Regions from separate parts of the Triticum aestivum genome. Here region 1 is linked to region 2. Evidence: chromatin contacts called from public Hi-C data. All regions are on one chromosome and are shown on one strand. Each heading gives the region's core, a stretch centred on a gene start, on an enhancer-like site or on the middle of the called end of the contact. The rest is flanking DNA. Distances are from core to core; before and after follow the strand shown. Region 1 holds the start of LOC123127728 (inositol phosphorylceramide glucuronosyltransferase 1). Region 2 holds the start of LOC123127725 (pentatricopeptide repeat-containing protein At4g18840-like).

The links. A called contact is a pair of places that touch in the nucleus more often than the background predicts.
Region 1: a contact with region 2 is called in a Hi-C map of leaf, with 3 times the contacts expected there. The contact joins the promoter of LOC123127728 here to the promoter of LOC123127725 in region 2. A contact is called at or near these places in 2 of 5 Hi-C or Micro-C datasets (both in leaf).

What each region holds. Positions count from the first base shown.
Region 1 is chr6A:423,294,409-423,297,403 of IWGSC CS RefSeq v2.1, forward strand. LOC123127728 (inositol phosphorylceramide glucuronosyltransferase 1) reads right to left here and starts at 1,416. Exons shown (of 10, transcript XM_044547542.1): 1 at 963-1,416. The coding sequence starts at 1,217.
Region 2 is chr6A:422,873,716-422,876,415 of IWGSC CS RefSeq v2.1, forward strand. LOC123127725 (pentatricopeptide repeat-containing protein At4g18840-like) reads right to left here and starts at 1,398. Exons shown (of 1, transcript XM_044547541.1): 1 at 1-1,398. The coding sequence starts at 1,264. LOC123127724 (cryptochrome-1) reads right to left here. Exons shown (of 5, transcript XM_044547540.1): 5 at 1,572-1,850. The coding sequence ends at 1,782.

The DNA of each region.
Region 1 (2,995 bases), core at 166-2,665, 420 kb after region 2:
CGCGGACACGTCCGGACATGCCCGTGGATATTTGGTGACCCATATTAAATGACTTCCCCTTGGAGATGCCCTAAGCTTCCTCATTATAACTTAAAAGGGCATTCCATAGACGCAAGTGAACTTAAGACCCTGATCACAGAGTGTAGAAACTGTGTGGGTGGGGAATATGATTTAAAGCAAATCAGACGGGGATCTGCTGAAGTATTCATTATGATAACACGTAGGTACTCCTTAATCTTACTGTAGTCAAAGATTGGATTACAAAGAAATAAAAATGCCCTCACAGCCACAATCTACCAAATGAAGTAATGAACCTAAAATCCCATAAAGTCTCTCAGAGCGGATGGATTTGTACCATCATAGTCTTCCCTCTAAATAGTGGTACTAATGACTGCTACACTCATCCTGGGATTGACACAAATAGAACCATATCTCCTTTTAACAGATTTCCTTAGACCTACTAAATGTGTCAAATATTTACTTGTGTTCCTGTAACACGGGTTTGCTTCATCAGCATACTCAGTACACCAATATTGCGCAGTCACAATTCACAGGGTTTGTTCCCAGCTCTAACACTCCATCTTCACACCACAGTACACATATCGGAGGAAAAGATAGATGCACTCGGCATCTAAGTGCCAAAGCATGCGCTTCAAAAATGCAAGTAAAATTGAGAATTGAGATGGGTTGTATTTCTATCCGTGAGCTTTCTGCACCAATGAGACATTACTGCACAGTGCACACACAGTTGTTTGATTCTACATCATGATGAAGCACAACTGCACAAGTGAATTACTAAAGTACGAGAGAGAGACGAGCCTAAGTTCAAACTAGAAACATAAGCTGCGAGCTCCATCTTGGCCCGGTCCAACATTAAACTAACAAATAGGACCGATCAGCACGCAAGCTCATAGTACCAGTTTTGCTGACTTGTCGACTGAAGCACAGATGTGCGCGCATACCTCGAGGAGCTTCCGAGAGTAGTCAGAGACGCCGTCGGAGACGAGCACGACAAGGTCCCGGCGGGTGCCCATATCGCGGATGGACTTCCCGAGGACGCGCACGCCCAGGACGAACTCGTCCCCGTAGAGCAGCGTCGCGTACGCCTCCTCCGCCCCCGCCGCGGTCGCCACCCCGCCTCCGCCGCCGACGGCCAGCAGGGCCACCGCGGCGAGGAGGGCGGCCCAGAGCCCCAGCTTGTGCGGCCTCCACCGCATCGCGAGCCGGGCCGGGCCGGATCGGTTGCCGCGGGGAGGAGAGAGAGAGAGGGGCGGTGGAGGGGGGAAAGCGCGGCGAAGAGCCGAGGAAGCGGCGGAAGGAGCAACGACGGTTTCCCGCAGCGCCTCGTCTGTTGGCCCGTTTTCCTTTCCGTCAAAGAGAGTGTGGAGTTTGGAATTTTCGTTGGCCGTTCAAGTCCAGGACGAACGGCGATGGCTACAACTCTGCGAGCGCGTGCGCCTACAGGTGGATTTCGTTGGCTTGAGAGAAGGAACATGGAGCCGAGCTGGAAAGGTCGGACGGCTGCACGGCACATGTTTTGCTTCTCTGGACCAACACACAATAAGCTTCGGCCGGAGGCACGTATACACTTCCGAATGTTTTTTTTAATACAATCCAGACGCAAGTGCTTATATACACGCGCATACACTCATCCCTATGAACGCACGCACGCACACCCTCTCTCTATGAGCACCTCCGAAAGACTGAACCGGCATATCATCTTGAAATTTACAAAGTCACCATAGACACCTCGTCGTCGACGGAAACGTCTCCTCACATAGAATGCGCATCGCCGGAAATCCTGAAATAAATCCAGGAATAGATGCAAGCACCAGAATTTGAATCCTGATGGGCTGGATACCACAGTCCCTCTAACCATCCAACCACATGTTGGTTCGTCACTTTCGAATGTACGTACGACAGAAGTGTTTCTATACGTGTTGAGTATACGTATTTAGCATGTGTATTCTTGTACTCCGGGTCTTCCTTCTTGTATTTAGCATGTGTATGTCGGCTTGGTCCTCCTCCTCCGGTCCTAGCAACCCGTTTGACTCCTCCTATGGGACCGAACCCGAAGAGCCCCTCACTGCGGACATCCGCAACATCCCCCTCTCCGGTCACGTTTCCATCGCCCTCTCCCACACCTCCGCCAATTACTATGTGTGGAAAACCTACTTCAATCTTCTATTCTGTGAGTACAATCTTCGGGATCATGTGGACGACCTCTCCAACTTCTTCGCCGGCAACCACGACGCCAACTGGCTGGCCATCGACGCCACCCTCATCCGGTGGTTCTTCCTCACCGTCTCTCCGGACATCTTCCACACCGTCGTTCACGATAGGGACGATGCCTACACGGTGTGGACCAAGATCAATGGCCTCTTCATTGACAACAAGCTTCAACGGATTGTTTTTTTGCAGCAGGAATTTTTTGGGTGCCACCAGAACGACTCCACCATCAACGCCTACTGTCTCCGGCTCAAGACCCTCTCCGACGAGCTCAACGACGTCGGGTTCAAGGTGGGAGATGAGCTTCTCCTCTCGATGCTCACCGCCGGCCTCAACGAGGACTTCAACAACGCCGCGTCCAACCTCACCCTCATGGTCAACCCCACCTACAAGCGGGCGGTGGCCTATCTTCGTCTTGAGGAGCGGCGGATGAAGCACCTCCGCACCTGTGCTGACCACACCGCCCTCGCCGCCGGCCTCTCCCACGGTGCCTCTACACCACCATCGGCGCCTCGCCCTCCAGTTGCCGCGCCGCACGCGCTCCCCCCTGGCACCGCAGCTGCCCCAACTGGCGCGCAACGGCGGGAATCGTCGCGACGGTCAGCGTCAAGGCGGAGGGAAAGGTGGCGGTGGAGGTGGTGGCCAATCCTCACAGCCCTGCTACGGCGGGCAGCAGCCCCCGCCGCCCTGGGCCGGCGGCTACAACCCTTGGACGGGGTCGTACATGCGTACAACATGCCGGTGCTGCGACCCCCCGCCCTGGGCA
Region 2 (2,700 bases), core at 148-2,647:
CCACCTCACCATGGATCTTGCAGGCGCCAGCAAGCGCACCCCACAAGCCCGGATGCGGCTCCACCGGCATGCTGTTGACAAAATCCACTGCCTTCCTAACATGACCTGCCCGACCGAGTAAATCAACCATTAGGCCGTAGTGCTCTTGGAGTGGCTGGATTCCAAAGCCATTAACCATCTTGTTGAACAACCAGCGGCCCTCATCGACAAGACCTGAGTGGCTACAAGCACCCAGCAACCCGATGAAGGTTATATCATTTGGTCGAACACCAGCCATCTGCATCTTCCAGAAGAGTGATAAGGCCTGCATTTCCCTGCCGTTCATGGCGAGCCCAGTAATCATCGAGTTCCATGAGTAGATGTTTTTCACTGGCATTGCAGCAAACACCCTGACGGCATTATGGATACCCCCACATTTACCATACATGTCAACAATCGCTGTCGCGAGGATGACGCTCATCCCATTCAGCTCCCGCTTGGCATACGCATGTACCCACATGCCGTGCTCTATCGACCGCAGCAGCGAGCACGCTGAGACAGCGCTCACCAGTGCAGCCTCATTCGGCACGACACCCGTCCCGACCATTTCACTGAACACCCTCAACGCCTCCTCACACTGATTGGACTGCACGAGCCCAGTGACCATCGAGCTCCACGAGGCGGCATTCCGGCTGGGCATTGTATCGAACACCTTCCGCGCCTTGGACAGCATCCCGGCGGATGCGTACGCGCCCAGCATCGCGTTCCAGGAAACCACGTTCCTCTCAGGCATGGCATCGAAGAACCAACTCGCACGCGCAACGTCGCCGGCGTTGGCATGCCCGGTGACCATGGTGGTCCAGGTGACAACGTCGGCGACATCCTTTGTGTAGGAGAAGAGCCGCTCGGCGGAGGCGACGTCGGTGGCCCTGAAGTAGGCGGAGACGGCAGCGTTGAGGACGTAGACGTCGCGGGCATGGCCAAGCCTGACGGCGAGCGAGTGGAGGAGGCTCGCGACGGGGAGGCTGGGGGAGCGGGTACAGGAGTGGAGGGAGAAGGAGAGGGAGAGGTGGTCGGGCGGGAGGCGGTGGAGGAGGAGGAAGCGGAGGAGAAGGGCGCAGGCAGCGGGGATGCGAGCGGCGCGGAGGAGGGAGTTAACGGAGGTGCAGGAGGAGAGGTGGCCAGAGGTGATGAGGGCGGCGTGGGCGCGGTGGAGGATGGCTGGTCTGGCGGCGGCATTGGCCGCCACGGCGGCGAGCCAGGAGGAGGGCTGGGAGTTCGCCATGGGAGAGCACCGCACTGACAGGTAGGACCGGCGAGAATGGGGCAATGAGATCTGCTCCTCGAGTGCTATGAATCGTCCGATGGAAGGCGGGCGGTCGTGATCTTCCACATGCAGCTGCTACATCAACGGGCTACGCAAATCTTCCTCCGGCCACGACGGCCTGAGCCGTTTCGAGTTCATACATTTTTGGCACAGCTTCTACAAAACCAACTGAGCCAGCCTGCGAATTCTGCACCGGTACCGGGCTTTGTAAATAAGCAGAAAACGAGGAAGAATCTGAAACTTTTGCTCCCATCGCAGAAAAGAATAAGTAAGTAAACAACTCTTTCCCCCAAGAACGAAACCGTTTTGTGCAAGTGTTGCAACTAATTATAGGTTACATATAACAGATTTGACAAAAATAACCAGATAACAAAATGTACAATTTTTTTTCTGATGAGAATGGGATGCAGGAAGATCTGAGTGTTGCCCTTGTCCACTCCATAGTTCAGCCCTACAGTCTTCACAATCACCCTTGTCAGGCGGCAGGTCTCTTGGATGCTCTTGAGGTGTCTGTACAGCTATCGGCACTGTCATCATCTTCAGCCTGCAAAGATGCAATAGTTTGGGTGTCAACAAGTATCAAAATGACACATTCCTAAAGAAGAAGAAAACAAATGCCATGCGTGTAGTCTGGATAGAACGTGCGGCCGAGTTATCATACTCTGCTAATTCGCAAAAAAAAAAAGAGTTATCATAATCTGCTTATGGTGGTTGAGAAGAAAATATCTTGAGAAATGCACAAGAAGAAATGCAAGAGGAAACGCTTTGGTCAACATTCTGCAATGAAGGCTTTTCCTTGAGCTCTATCTACTAGTGAATTGGTGAATAAATAGCGATGAACACTTTTTAACTACCCATGCCTACCACCTAGATGATTTTGTATGAGATATTTTTCCCTTGCTTGCAGCAAAATCACATATCTTGTAAGGATAACATAAGCTGTCTCTAGATTTAAGGCAGAAAGACTACAGCTGCCAGTGCTCCATGCAGCGCACTGCGCACTAAAGAGGAACTTGGCACCATATCGACCAACAAGAATAGATACTCAAATCCAAGGCAAAGAGGATTTTTTAGACGAATCGTATCAAGTGTCCAGCTTTAACATTAATAAAGCCCCTGCCGAAGAGGATCCAAACTTGGGTTGTGGAGTTCTACATCCACGCGTCTCACCAGACCTCTTGCAGTGCACTAAGAGGAGCAGAAAAACTATAGAAACTTGGTGGCATGTATGTGATGGTGTGTGTTCATAAAACCAATTGAACCTAGTTCCCTAGAGATTGACTGCTAGTATTTTTTAAGGTTACAATAATGTTTTCATGGGGTGTTTGTCTATTCACTACAAGCCGAAAAAGATGGCAAATTCATATGATCTTGTGCAACACTTGCCTTCCAAA